2 separate regions of the Zea mays genome follow, and region 2 is linked to region 1. A link is a contact called in public Hi-C data. All regions are on one chromosome and are shown on one strand. Each heading gives the region's core, a stretch centred on a gene start, on an enhancer-like site or on the middle of the called end of the contact. The rest is flanking DNA. Distances are from core to core; before and after follow the strand shown.

Region 1 (7,021 bases), core at 2,975-5,474:
CTGGCCGGGCCGGGGCGATGGCACCATCCGTGCACTGCCTGGATCCGGACGATTCGCCCGTCGCCCCCCGCCCCACACCCAACACGGCATGTGCGCACGGCACCGGGCACGGCCCTGCCACTGCCACTGGCACTGCCACCACGACGGCACCACCTCTTGCCCTCCCTCTCCCGTCAGCCACCAACTCCCCGCGGCCCTGTCTGCCTTCAAGTGCGATGCCACCGAGCCGTGTCAGCCTCCGTCACCCAGCTCGGGGACGGGAATGGTGCTCGCCCTCGCCGAGTGCACCGGCATCGCTCGCCGCCGCCGCCGCCGCCTTCGTTTGCCTGGCTGCTCGTGATGCGTGAAAACGGATCGATTGATTCTTCCACGCCGTGCCGGGCCATCCGAGCTGCATGTACCTTTTGTCGATTCAAATCCAAATCCAAAAGGAAAAAAGAACAAAAAAATAAAGCAAAAGGACGCGACGCGTCCTGAGCAGCCTCGTAAATCAACTCGTCATCCAGGCTCCGTGGTCAGCCGCTGCCGCTGCCGGCCCACTTGCCACGCCGACGTGCATGCCGGTGCCGGCGCTGCGTCCGAATCCAAGGGCTCCACGATCTCGCGCGCCCCATGCTTCGATGCTAGTGCCGCGCCCCCAGCCTAATCCTGTGCGTCCCCGTGGTGGTTACAGAAGCTGTCCGGTGGCCGCTGCGCTCGTTTCGTTCGGACGCCGCGTGCGCACGTTCCTGGCCTCTCGGTGCGTCATGCGTGTGGTGTGTCACGTGTCTCTCTCTGGATCTCGGCAGGTCAATCTTAAGCTTAAATTTGAAACGACTCTAAGGGCATTACAACTCTGATACTTCAAGTATAAGACACAGCTAAAATACAATAAAATCTAGTAAACATATCTAAAATCTTTGTCTTATTATATCCATTGCACTAATCAGAACATTAAATAAATTAAATTGATCAATCAGCCAGTCTCATATATTGAACATAAAGTCAAGATAAAGTCAAGATACAGTGTCTTGATTAAAATACATGTCATAAGTTTTTTTTACATTTACTTATATATTAGACATACTCGAACACATAGCTCCACACGCGCCGGCGCGCCCTAATGCGATTGGGATGCGAACCCACGCTGCTGCTGTAGATCCATGATGGATCTCGCCTCTCCTGTGCCCCAGCCCGGCTAGTTGCGATGGGACCCCGGTGTTGGTGCACCTAGCCTTGCCGGCACGGCGCTCGTACCACTCACCGTGTTAGCTAGCTGCGCAGTTAAGAGGGACAGCGATCCATTAACGCCACACGACGGTACATCTGCCCCGTCCGGCCGGCCTCTCGTTTCGCTCCATTCCACCGGGCGCCGTGCCTGTGCCTGTGCCGTACCACCACCGCCGCCCAGATTTACTGCCGCGTCATTACCGGCCGCCGCGGGGTATTTGTTTCGCCGCTCCACTTGGGCTGTGGTTACTGGTTACTAGTACTGCTCGGTCCCATCGCATCGCAGGCAGATGGATTGCAAATCTGCTGGTCGCAGGTAAGGGAGGCACGGGCGGGGCCGGGCGCAGCGCGTGGTCCACGACTCTCTCATCCCATGGCTTGGGAGTTGGGACGTAGACGGTCCCAGGCAGCACCCAGCAGGATCGAGTGTGCTGCTCTCGACTGGCGCGGCGAGGGCGAATCATGCCGCCGGCGCCGCCGCTCCTTCCCACTGAACAGTAGCAGCAATGCAGCATGGGCGACGGCTCGGGGGAGCCGTAGAATAATGCGGCACATCTGCCTGCGCTGCGATGCGCGCGGCAGGCGTGCGCCGTGGGCGGTGCGTGGCTGGTGTCGCGCGCTCGCCGCCACGCCCGCCCTGGCGAGCGCATATGGCCCTCCCGGCTCCCGCGGACGCCGCTTGTTCCATAGCGAGTGGCCGCATGCGCTGCTGCTGCTGCTGCCAATACCTTGTCCCGCTCCCGTCCGTCCCTGATCCCCGTCCATCCGCTGGACCGCAGGAAATGAATCGATCGCTCGACGTGACAGACGCCGCAGAGGCCACCCAACGGCGCCCTGCCTGTGTGCCTGGCTAGCTGCCTGCCGCACTGCCTTTTTTCCCAGCCTTTTGCCCCCCCCCCCCCCCCCCCCCCCCAAATCATCCCCCCCCAAATCATTTGGCATCTCGTCATGTCTCGTCGTCCCGGCACGGCGGCACTGGACACACCGGGCATGGGCGCCTCCGCGGTCCGCGCCATGGCAAAGTCGCCGACCCACCACCGAAAGTTTCACCACTGATCGTTACTGCCGGCACGCACACACGACACGACGCGACGAGCGAGCGACACGGATGATGCATGCTTGTTACATTACTACCGTTTACATGGACATGGGTGCTTTCTGCTTCATCCATGGTCGACACACGACGATGGCTCATGGCTGGCCTGCTTGAGGCGACTACTTGAGGCCTAGCTTCGTTCTAGTACAGTACAGAGGATATCGAAGCTACTCGATCGAATTAGAGCAGAGGAAGGAGAGTAATAAAAAAAAGGCAAAAAAAAAAAGAAAAGAAGGGGGCAGGTAAGGTGAAAATGTGGAAGAGCGAGCCTAGAGCTCGAATTTGTATGTACAAAGTACAATGCCATGGCTTGCTGCTGATCAGTACACCTTCTTGGAGAAGAAGGTCCGGAGCCCGAAGAGCACCTGCGGCGGGTTCCCTTCCTCGCCGGCGCCCTCCACGTTGTTCCGGCACCCGGCAGCTGGCGCGGCCACGCTCGGCGACGCCTTGTCGTCGCTGGCTGCATCTGCGTCCGCGTCCGCGGCCGCGGCGGGTTCCTGGGCCGGGGCCGCCTTCTTCTTGCCGCCCACCTGCTTCTGCTCGGCGGCGGTTTGCTGCAGCTTGTTGCGCCTCAGCTTCCACACGGCGCTGGGCCGCCCCACGCGGATGCCGCCGGGCCCTGCTGCGTTGTTGTTATTACGGCCCTGTCCGGGCACCCACCTCCTCAACATGGACGTGGCGCTGGATGTGCCGGCGGCGGTCAGTGGCGCCGCCTGAACCTGGGTGGCCGCGTCGGCGTCTTCTTCTCCGGCTGCTGCTTCTGGCGCTGCAGTTGCAGTGGCGGTGGGGATGGTCGGCACAGGCCCGGAGGACTCCCCGCGGGAGTTGCTACGGGAGCACGGCGCGCTGCTCACCTTGCGCGGGACCGGCGCCGGGGCCGGCGGCGCGCTCGGGGCGGTGGCATTGGCGGTGGTGTTGGCGTTAACGCTGGCGCCGCCGCTGGCGGCGACGGCGGCGTTGGGGTTGGGGTTTGGGTTTGGATTCGGATTGGGCTTGGCCCTACTCAAGGTGCCGGCACCTGCTCCGGCGGAGCGGCTCCTGGAGAAAGGCCATATGTTGATGTTAATCAGCTCGGCGTTCCCGCTGACGCTGCTCACGCGCCGTTCCACCTTCTTGCGCTCCTTGCCCTCGGCGCCGGCGCCGGCGCCCGCCTTGAAGATGTCCTTCCACTTGAACGTGACCGCGGGGAGGTCCGGCGTCGGCGCGATGGCGGACTCCGCGAGCGGCTGCGCGGCCTCCCCTTCCACCTGCGCCTGCGCGTCAGGCAGCGGGAGCGCCGCGGCGTCCGCGTCCGCGTCCGCGTCGGCTTGAGGCTGAGGCGCGCCGTCGCCGTCCGGAGCGCCTGGCGCCTGGAGGGTGTGGAGCGGGAGCACGACGCCGCCGGAGAAGAGCTCGTCGGCGGTGAGCAGCGCCGGGGACGGGTTCCTGCCCACCATCCAGAACTCGAACTCCGGCGACGCGGCGTGGGACGGCGAGGACCTCCCGGACTCGCACTCCGGCGGCGGCGGCAGAGGAGGAGGAGGTAGCGCCCCCACGGCGTCCGCCATTGCCGCTGGCAGCGGCTTGTCCCTGCTCCGGCGTCGGCTCGGATCTGGGAGCCACTCGAGGCGGCGGCGGCGGCGGCTGCAAAGGGAGATGGACTACAGAGTCATGCTGCTGTGACTGTGAGGTGTGAGCGGAGCTTGGCGAGCCGCGGGAGGTGTGGACAGCGCGACCTGACGCGTTATTTATCAATCACATCAACTCATGAAGGTCTGGTGGTGGGGGCGTGGGAGAGGTGAGTGATGGTGGTGTGGCAGCAGTGGCAGCCGTTCAGGCTCGGCTCGGCTGCCGCTGCCGCTGCCACGATTTCCGCCTCGCCTGACGCGAAAACGCAGCGTTGCATATGCGCTCTGAAATCTTTGTCTGGTGACGCTCTTTATTCGCCCGTTTCTGGGGACGGCCGCCCCCACCGTCACGTTTACTTGCTTGCCTAGTTGCCTTGCCGCTCTCTCTCACTCACACACAGTGAGTGACACACAGCGCGAAGAGAGTGAGGTCAAGGCGTTGGACGAGTGAGTGCCGTTAAGCAACAGGTCTGCTCACACCCACATCCGGAGCTTAGAGCAAACCACAGGACAGACAGGCCGTAGGCACCACCACATGTCCGTACTGAACGCACTGTTGCGGTACCCAGGCGTGAACCGAACCCACGCCGCTGCTGCCTGCACCGATCCCAGATGGCTAGAGAACCTGCCCAGCCCAGCCATGTCGCAGTGGAAACGATGAGCTCGCACGGACACAAAACAGAGCAAAGCAAGCAGTCGCGTTATCAGGTGGTTGGGTTCGTTGATGCCGACCGGGCCGCCACGTCAGTTTCGGTGGCGCGGAACAGTGCCCCAGCCGCAAGCAGCTACAGCGATGCCCCCCCGTCGGCATGCGCTTGTCACTCGCACACTCCACGTCCACGGATATACAACGGTGGTTGCAGGCGTTGTGTTGTGTCACGTCCGATCCCAATAATATTACGGCGCGTACGTACGTACGCCGTGCCGGTGGGCTCGGGGGGACCACGCATAACGTGCAGGTCGTTGCGTCGGTTGCAGGTATGCGGGTGCGTGCTGTGCTGCATGCGCTTGCTGAAACGAAACGAAACGAAACGCGACGGGGGGATTCGGTCGGCGGGAAGCAACAGGGAAGCCGTAGGCCGAACCGGACACGGGTGGTTTGTGCAGGGAGCCAGGGAGGGGAGGGAGGTGGACATGCCACGATGATGCGCTTGCACCGGAAAGGAGGGGGAGGAAGCGGCCGCCGGTCGGATCACGTGGTTCGTGGTGCCCCCATGCAGCTTGCTAGCCTGAAGCCAGCCGGATTAACCAACCACCGATCGATCAATCATGCATGTTCTGCTCCTCCGGCCTAGGTATATACTCGAAGAGAGTAGTAGCTGAAAGGCGCCTGCCTCGGATGCCCAGCACAACTGTCTGGCAATGCAACCAATGCGTGGGGGGACGGAATGGCCAATGGCGCTTAACTGGAGTAGTACCCGCAACGCAACCGCTGCTGTAGCACACGCCCTTTCGCTCGTGGATCCTTGTCCCCCCTCCATATATATCTCTGCACGGCACAGCAGTGCCACAGACTGTATCACCCGCTCACCAAGGTATGTATGGTTTCACGGTGCAGCTGCAGCTGCCGCAGCCGCTCGCTGTGGAAGCTGGGTGCTACAGCCGCCCGCGCTGCGCCCCATCGACCCTGACTGACGACGCCGAGATCGTGTCTGTCGGACCACAAAACGCAAAGAAGGGTCCTGCACCTCTCACATGCATGCAGGCCGGGCGCGTTCTGAGTTCTGACCAAGTCGTGAACAGCCGCATCGCAATCGGATCGCCGTCTGAAAAGATTCTCGGCTGTGAGAGACACCACCATGCAGGACAGGAGGAGGCACCGCCCTCACCATCGTATGCTACGAACCCGCCGGTTGGCTCTTGGCTGGCTGGCTGGCTGGCTGGCCCACGCATGCCGACGGCGCCCTAGCTCCAGTGCAGGGCTGTCAGGCCGCCGCGAAGGCGAGCCTAGCTAGCTATGAGGTTGCTTTGCTATCGGGTGTCGTCGTGTCCAGGCTTTGGCGCAGCGAGAGCGAGGCAGGCAAGGCAAAGGCAAAGGCAAAGGGCAAAGCACGTCAGCCCGAGCAGGTTCGGTACGCGGCGCCGGTCAGGGGCAGGGGCAGGCGCACGGCATGAATGCCTGCTGCGGTGGCCGGTGTGGCTGCTGGCCGCAGCAAGTCCGGTCGCTTTCGCCCTAGCCGATGATTCCATTCCGTACGGGCTCGTGTCAGCTGAGAGCTGAGTATCTTTTCTTTGGAGGGGGAGGGGGATCGTGCTCGTGTCAGCTCTCTGACCAAGCTCTCTGCATCGGCGCCATGGAATTCCGTGCCGGCCTTGTCCACCCCTTTCCCTTTGCTTCCGGCTTCCGGCTTCCGGCCGTCCCACATCGGCCCTCTCTTTCGAGAGGTAATCGTGGGCTCTCTTAGCAAATAGATGTAGCCCTCAGCCTCTTGTTATTTAGCATAAAGAGCTTGAGTATATTTTCTACAAGTCTTCCAATCTTTAGAGAATCGTATAAACATCTTCTAAGGATATGTGTCATGTAGTCCTCTAGGTTAAAACTGGCTACTCTACAGTCGATTAAAGAGTAGTAGACATCCTTAAAGGATTGTCTGAGTAACCCCTAAGATTTTTTAAGGTGTTCTCCCACGTCCCACAAATATCTTTACTTGCTCTCTAAATATGTCACTAAGGCCTATATGCAACTAGTCACTGGGGCGCGCCCTACGCGCGTTAGAATTTTTTTTCTAATTTGATTACTGCAGATGTTATATATTTATATGAAATAGAGTTACGTGAGTTGTGATCAGAGTCAACATGTTTGTTGCATTACGTAGAATTAGGCTGTTATATTTACATAAATTATTTTCAAAGAGCTGAGCAGCTCATCATATATAATTATACATAGGTTGCAAAATAGACATTCTGCAACTTAAAAGATCGATGAAGATTTGAGTGAAACTTCAGTTCTTGGAGGATTTGATGTCCATTTCTTTTCCGATGCGTATCGTCCCTTGTTTGAACCTGTAAACGAATTTTAGAATTTAATAGTCAGCCTAGTATGTAATATATTGCATAGGAAAATATAAGATTTTTATTATTATGAAATGCAGTTACAGAGAAATTGTGT
Region 2 (6,991 bases), core at 2,129-4,628, 120 kb before region 1:
GTCCTCTTGCTGCTGCTGTTGACGCTCGCTGCCTGTTCGTGCACTGAAGAGCAGGCCTTGTTTGTTCGGTGAGGAAGAACGTAGACAGAGAGACTATTGGGGTGGTCCATGCACGAACAGGGCGATGTTTTTGAAAGAACGAGCGAGCAAAAGGCTTTAATCCCGAAGGAAGCAGGCTAGGAGAAGGGGATTGTAGCTGCAGCAGAACCCGAAGCGAACAAAGCATCCGCCCGACGACGACCACTGTGTTATAGACTACAGTGACGTGCTTATACGAACTCCGCCAGCTTCCTCTTCAGAACGAAGCAAAAGCAGCAATCAACATGCACAACGGACGCATGCCTGACTGATCTAAGCAGATGATGCAGCAGTACACACACAACACCACCGAGAAGCTAACTAACCCTGCCTCCCTCCTTCCCCGATAAGTTAAACAACAATAGCAACAGCAACTGCTGCTGCTACCTGCTGTAGGCGCAGGCTAGCGCATGCAGGACCAAAAGCGCGCATTGTTAATCCAGAGACGGCCGGGCGCTTTTCTGTAGCAGTACGAAGCTGGATTAGGTTCCGGACAGCCTCGCAAATTAAAGATTAAGGCTTTTTACAAATCACCAGCGCGGGAGAAGCCAAGCGCGTCCGTGCCAGGCAATTCGACACCGCTCGCCTGCGCTCTGACATCAGGCGAGCTGCCCCGCCTGCTTCTTCTTCTGGGCTTTAAATTGACCGCGTAGCCAGCCGGAAGGGATCGGTCGATCGATCGATCGATCACGAGTCCTCCTCCTGTCCCGAAAGCGACCCCCCGGCCCCCGCAGGTAAAGCGTATACAGCCGGACGGGTGCCGCATCCGGCACCACCCCGTCCACGTCGGCCGCCGCGTAATTTAATAGCTGATGAGTGTAAGAGCCAGGATTAGTCACGGAGAAAATGATAAATCCGACCTCCCCGGTTCTGATCGACAGGGTTTCGTTCATCAGGGACATTTGTCATCTGTCTGCTTGCGGCGACTACTCTCTGTGTGTGTTTTCCATGTGGAAAAAGAACAAGGGCAGCTAGCTACCCCGTGCATATAGAGTATATATAGGCCCCAGACCTAACATGGCACCTACTTCTTGCACCCGAATTCCTACCACTGTACCACAAATATATATACTACTTGTATTGTGTGCGTGTGTGTGTATATATATATATATATATATATATATATATATATATATATATATATATATATATATATATATATATATATATATATATATATATATATATATATCGTGTCTCCAAATGTCTTGTCGTTCCAAGTAATCATTAAATCGGCGACAGGGTTAATCGTAGATCGCACACGTTGAAATCTTTGCCCAGAACATGCCATTTTCTCAAGTCACAGCACGGAACCGGGTGCCGATCCCTTCTCCCTCGCAGCCGTGGAAGGGGTGGCCCGGAGGTATAAATTCTGAAAGCAACCTAGCTAGGATCGATTATTAGGTGCAGATCATCATATCGGGCCACAGATGCTCTCTACTACTGAAGAACATATGCACACGTACGCTCATGTGTCCCGCGCGCCACACATGTCTCCGCAAATCCCCAGCTCGGCAGCAGTAATCAACTAGCATATGCATATGTCTATATCTATTGTAAAATATAAGTAGTATATAGGAACAAATACTTTTTTACAGAAACCGTTTCAAAAGACAAGACAAAAAAAAATACTTCTACAGAAAAGAGGTTGGTTTCTATCCTATTCCATCTTTATCTCTAACAATTAGTGCACACGTACGGTCCGGGTCCGGCATTAGTATTGTTACCGATTAAAAGTGTGTTAATATTGGAGGGCAGGAAAAGAGGAACACTTTCCCTGCCTCGATAATAAAACACACACAGCTAGCTCTAGGTCAGACGTTAACGTCGCATATGCAACGCAACAAGCGACATCCGTCCAAGACAAGGGGGCCGGACGATGTAAAAGACGCTGTTTCCGACAACGCTGACTGCGCAGAGAAGATGAGGGCGGGCGATTCGCAGTTCGCCGACAGCGACCTTACCGGTACTCTTTAGCCCCGGTTGAGTACCCGGCGAGTCTACCGCTAGTCAACTCATCAACGGCCGGCAGCTGCCGCGAGCCCGGCAGGCACCGCCGTGGTGTCACGGCCGGCGTAAAAATAATAGTAATGCGGATCAGCGTTGTCGGGACCGGTTTAAGGCGGCGCGCGTGGGTTGGCTGCATGATTAGGGCGCTCGGGTCAACACTGTTGTCGGGTGGGTTAGCGTGAGGGAGAGGGAAAAGCCAAGATGGCATGGCCGGCCTGCTAGCTAGCTGCTGATTATAACCTGGCGATTAGCGGAGCAAGACCTGCTAGTAGCCTAATCGCTCTTAGCTTCGTGTCCTTGTGTATTGTATTAATTATACTCCGTAGATATATAGACGATCATATGGATGGATGGATGCATGCTGCTCGCTCGCTCGCTGCTTCTTCCGGTGGCGTGTATTTGCAGTTGCAGGTAGGGAGGATGTCATGTGACGTACTATTTGTGAGTCGGGGACAGTTGTGCGTCTGATGTTGCCTTGCTTGTGGATTTAGAGCGTCCTATTTCTACGAGTCATCGAGGCATGCTTTCCAATCATTCTTCGACTTAATTATCGGAGAGGGCAGGCACATATGGATTATTGGAGAAAAATATCTATATAGCTTGCTGCACTGAACCTTGATGTTTGGAATATAGTGGTTAATTAATCTGAAAGCTGAAGGTCCACCCCAATAAAAGAAACACTACTAGCTACAATAAGCTCCTCTTAGCTTATGCACGCAACTCTTCTCTACTCAGGGGCAGTGTCAACGCTATTATGGAAGCCCCAGACCCTTTTAAAAGCACAAAGAACAGCGTCGTCAGTCGCATGCACATCGGCCTCTCGGAGATGGATGATGAAGAAAGAGATGAGCCCGACTGCCGCATGGTTTCAGGTTAGAGGCACGCACGCACGCACGCAGGTGTTATGCTGGTTTGGAGACAAATCATCATTGGAGCAGAAAAAAAAAGGCAAGCGACAGAAGAATGATCCGGAACACACGGGAACTCTTTCAAGATAGATAGATGGGTGTGGTGTAGAGTAGAGAAACTACTGCTATCAAACGGATAAGCATATCGGGTTGCATGGCAGCGATAGTTGCCTGACAGAGAACAGCGATACGGCTGTCTGACCACAGAGCAGCAAGATAGCTACCGCTCACAGAGTCACGCTCACGGATCTAGAAGAAGCTGCTCTCTCGTCAGCCAAGCAGCCTCGGTTTGTTCTTGTGAGAAAGGGCCGTGTCATGGGCGATAATACAATACGGAGCCCATCTGCCATGCAGCCCGTTTTCTGGCGGCTTCAACCATGCGCGCACCAGCCCAAGCGCGTCGGGCTTCCGGCCCACGCCGGACAGTGTACCCCCCGGACAGCAGGCAGCAGCACGTAACGGCCCTCCTGCGCGTGCAGGCACGGCGACGGCGGCATAAAAAAATCGGCCAATGTCACCGCTGAACACACCCACCTCTTCTACCCTACAAACAACGTAGTTAAACGCAGCAGCTGAACAAACCAAATAGTGCTCTTCTTCGCCTTCTTGCATTTGCGGATGAGATCAAGAATTTGCAGTTGTCGCCTGACAAGCTCTTTGTTGTGCTGCGTCGTCTGCACAAGGTACTAGTACAACGCTGAATTCTTTCCCACAGGACCCCGACCCCGGAGATTTTCGAAGCACAACATACCAACTTAGGGCTTGTTCGTTTCGTCGTTAATCCATGTGGATTGAGTGGTATTGAATCGGATTAAATCCATAACAAGTCAAAATCTATTCCAATCCATCCCAATACACACAAATCCACATGGAATTGAAACAACCGAACAAGGCCTTAGCTTGGTTTATTCTTTCAGGCTTGTTCGTTTTGCTATTAACCCATGTGAATTGAGTAGGATTGAGTTGGTTTAAATCCGTCTCAATCCTGTCCAATACACTCCAATCCATATGGATTAGCATAACCGAACAAGGCCTCACGTGGGAGCTTTCGGCATTAGATCTGATAAACAATCCGCATTTCACTAACAAACAAATGGAGAGCTTGCAACCGAGTGAGCTATTAGGGCACCTCTGGGTACAAGAGCACAAAGACCTCATTGATCAGTATATGGAGTGGAGACATATGTGGACTTTTCATGAAGACTTGTGGTTTCATGCCCCAGGACAGGAACCATCATGTTTGGCGGTGCTTCAGCCATTCCTCCAACAGTGTCAGGATTAACTGCCAGTTCAACACAACTTTATTCTAATCAGCAGCACTGGAAAGTGGAAGACCCTCGGCTTCATAAGGTGGTGAGGCAAACGACAGGGTTATCCTAGCTTATCAGGTGCACTTTGAGAGATCCAGGAAGGTTCAACAACAGTATTGTTGGATCACCCCCTAAGGTGCTGGGGCACAGTTGAGGGAAATTTTTAAAGGATGAATTGGAACTGGTTAGGAGAAGTAAACATGTCACAAAACATCTTTCCAATCCCATGTTCTGCTGCTAGCAATACTTTTTGTATGTTCTTAGCTTCCTATTTGGGCTCTTAATGTTGTGGTTGATATCATCCTCGCACACTTTCACACCACATACATAATAAAAAAGAGGGCCAGTACGCGAGCCAATATTCATCGGTAGACTCATCTCTCATACAAACACCAGGGATATATGATCTAGTCTCTAACGCAGCCAGTGAAGGGAAATATTGTCACCTCCGCTCAACAACCTCACCCTCTTCGATCAAGCAGCGATGCCCTAATGGCTTCTCCATCGAAAAGCGAAGTATAACATGTATTCTACCACATCTAGTGGCTAGAACTAGAGCACCAGCTCGCTTTCCTAGTTCTAAAAACGGTACCATAGCAAGTTTGTGCCTAGGACCTCAACCCTAGATGTCTTTTAGCCGTTTGACTTTTAGGGTGAACCTAAGCAAAACCCCTCCTAAGTCTTGGATTCGCCATTAGAGGGTAAAAAAGATAGGGAAGAAAGAACCCACTCGGTTTCCCTAACCCTAACCCTACCCTAAGCACAAACACACAGAGGAAAGGAAAAAAAAGAATAAGAAAATTACCTGGTTGTGAAAGACTAGGGGAGAATGGCGGTGGCGGCACCAAGCCAAAGTGTGACCACGCGCCCATGGGCACCCAAGGCACCGTCGAGAGGCCGCTCGATGGTGGCACACTCATCCTCAAAAGGGGAGTGCACACACTGGTGAGGAGCCCTGCAACGGTGACATGCCTCCGCTACATACTCTCTCCAGAGTTGAGGGAGATGGTGGAGGAAGGAGTGTCGCTCGGGGAGGGAGAGGGATAAGAGATCAGAGAGCAGCGCACCGAGGAAGAAATAACTAGGGTTTTCCCTACACCCGCGAAAAATGTCATGTTTTATATGTGAAAGGGGAATGTGCCCTTGGGCCATTTCTATAAGGTTTTGGTGATTAAATGTCCAACACATATTGATTAAGTTCTTATGTGCTAAATGAGTGAGAAGTGAAAATCAAAGAACAAGGTATGTTTCTAGACTTAGTGAATTGTTTTTGAATACTAATATTGTCTATCTAAGTGCTATAAACAGTGACAAGAAAAGAAAATCTGAATTGGAGTAAAGTTGGCTAAGAACAACCAACACCAGCTCAGGCCTGGCACACCGGACTGTCCGGTGGTGCACCGGACAGTGTCCGGTGGTGCAGGCTGGCTCGACGTCAACTGGGCGCTCTCGGGAAAAGAGAAGGCGATGTGGCTATAAATCACCGGACTGTCCAGTGGTGCATCGAACTGTCCGGTGAGCCAACGGCGCCAGCGGCCAACGGTTCGTCGCGCGATCAACGCGCGACACGTGGCCCGTGCCAACGGTCGGTTGGGCACACCGGACTGTCCGGTGTGCACCAGACAGTGTCCGGTGCGCCAACCGGTCCCGAGGCCCAATGGTCGACTGCCCCCAATATGGAAGGAGATCGCGCACCGGACTGCTACAATGGTTGTCCGGTGGTGCACCAGACTGTCCGGTGCACCACTCGACGGAAGGCAAGAAATGCCTACCAAATTGATCTCCAACGACTCCTAGCTGCCTTTGGGCTATAAAAGGGACCCATTGGTGCATGGAGCTATATACCAAGCATTCTCTAAGCATACTAAGACATCCAGACTCTGCCTCCACGCATTTGATTCGTTGTGATAGTGATTTGAGATCAGTTCGAGTTGTGAACTCCCTGTGTTGTGCTTTGAGCTCAAGTCTTGGCTTGTGTGCATGTGTGTGCTGTGGATTAAATCTTGTGTGTGTTATTTTCCCTCCCTTACTCTTGTGCTTCTTGTGATCAAAACTTTGTAAGGGTGAGAGGCTCCAACTTGTAGAGATTCCTCGCAAACGGGAAAAGATCTCAAAGGAAAGATCGTTGTATTCAAGTTGATCATCGGATCACTTGAAAGGGGTTGAGTGCAACCCTCGTCCATTGGGACGCCACAACGTGGAAGTAGGCAAGTGTTACTTGGCTGAACCACGGGATAAAAATCGCGTGTCTCTTGTGTTGCTCCTCTCTGTGATTGCTTGTGTTGCAAGAGTTCGCTTCATAAACTTGATTAAGTCACACTAACATCTTTATAATCAAGATTGTGGCTATTTAGTGTTTGATTTTACAGGATCACCTATTCACCCCCTCTAACCGCCCGAAGAGATGGATCCTAAGGGAAAGGGGATGGTGGTCAACGATAAGGAAAAGGAGTCCCTCTTCAACGAGCCTAGAGACGACAAACCCATTGACTCAGGCTCGAGTCACAAGAAGAGGGACAGGAAGAAGAGATGCATCAAGAAGATCATCTACTACGACAGCGATGCTTCCTCTTCCTCACCAAGGGACGACGACGACTCCTCGTCGAAAAAGAAAACGGTCAATCAGAATTACTCTTTTGACTATTCTCACATGCCATACAATTCAAATGCGCATTTACTATCAAT

Evidence for each region. Hi-C and Micro-C count contacts between places; a contact is called where the count stands out from the background.
Region 2: a contact with region 1 is called in a Hi-C map of endosperm, with 5 times the contacts expected there. The contact joins the enhancer-like site here to the promoter of LOC100278652 in region 1. A contact is called at or near these places in 4 of 25 Hi-C or Micro-C datasets (bundle sheath, endosperm, leaf and 1 more).

What each region holds. Positions count from the first base shown.
Region 1 is chr3:161,858,692-161,865,712 of Zm-B73-REFERENCE-NAM-5.0, reverse strand. LOC100278652 reads right to left here and starts at 4,224. Exons shown (of 1, transcript NM_001372465.1): 1 at 2,319-4,224. The coding sequence starts at 3,852. The coding sequence ends at 2,626. It also overlaps the pseudogene LOC103650842.
Region 2 is chr3:161,982,783-161,989,773 of Zm-B73-REFERENCE-NAM-5.0, reverse strand. No RefSeq gene overlaps it. Among protein-coding and RNA genes, the nearest start is that of LOC100273107, 17 kb to the left of the region's middle. Within about 2 kb of position 3,378, at least 19 of the 20 cell types and tissues checked have an H3K27ac peak or open chromatin away from gene starts, as enhancers often do. A contact at or near this core is called in bundle sheath, endosperm, leaf and 1 more, where this site is marked.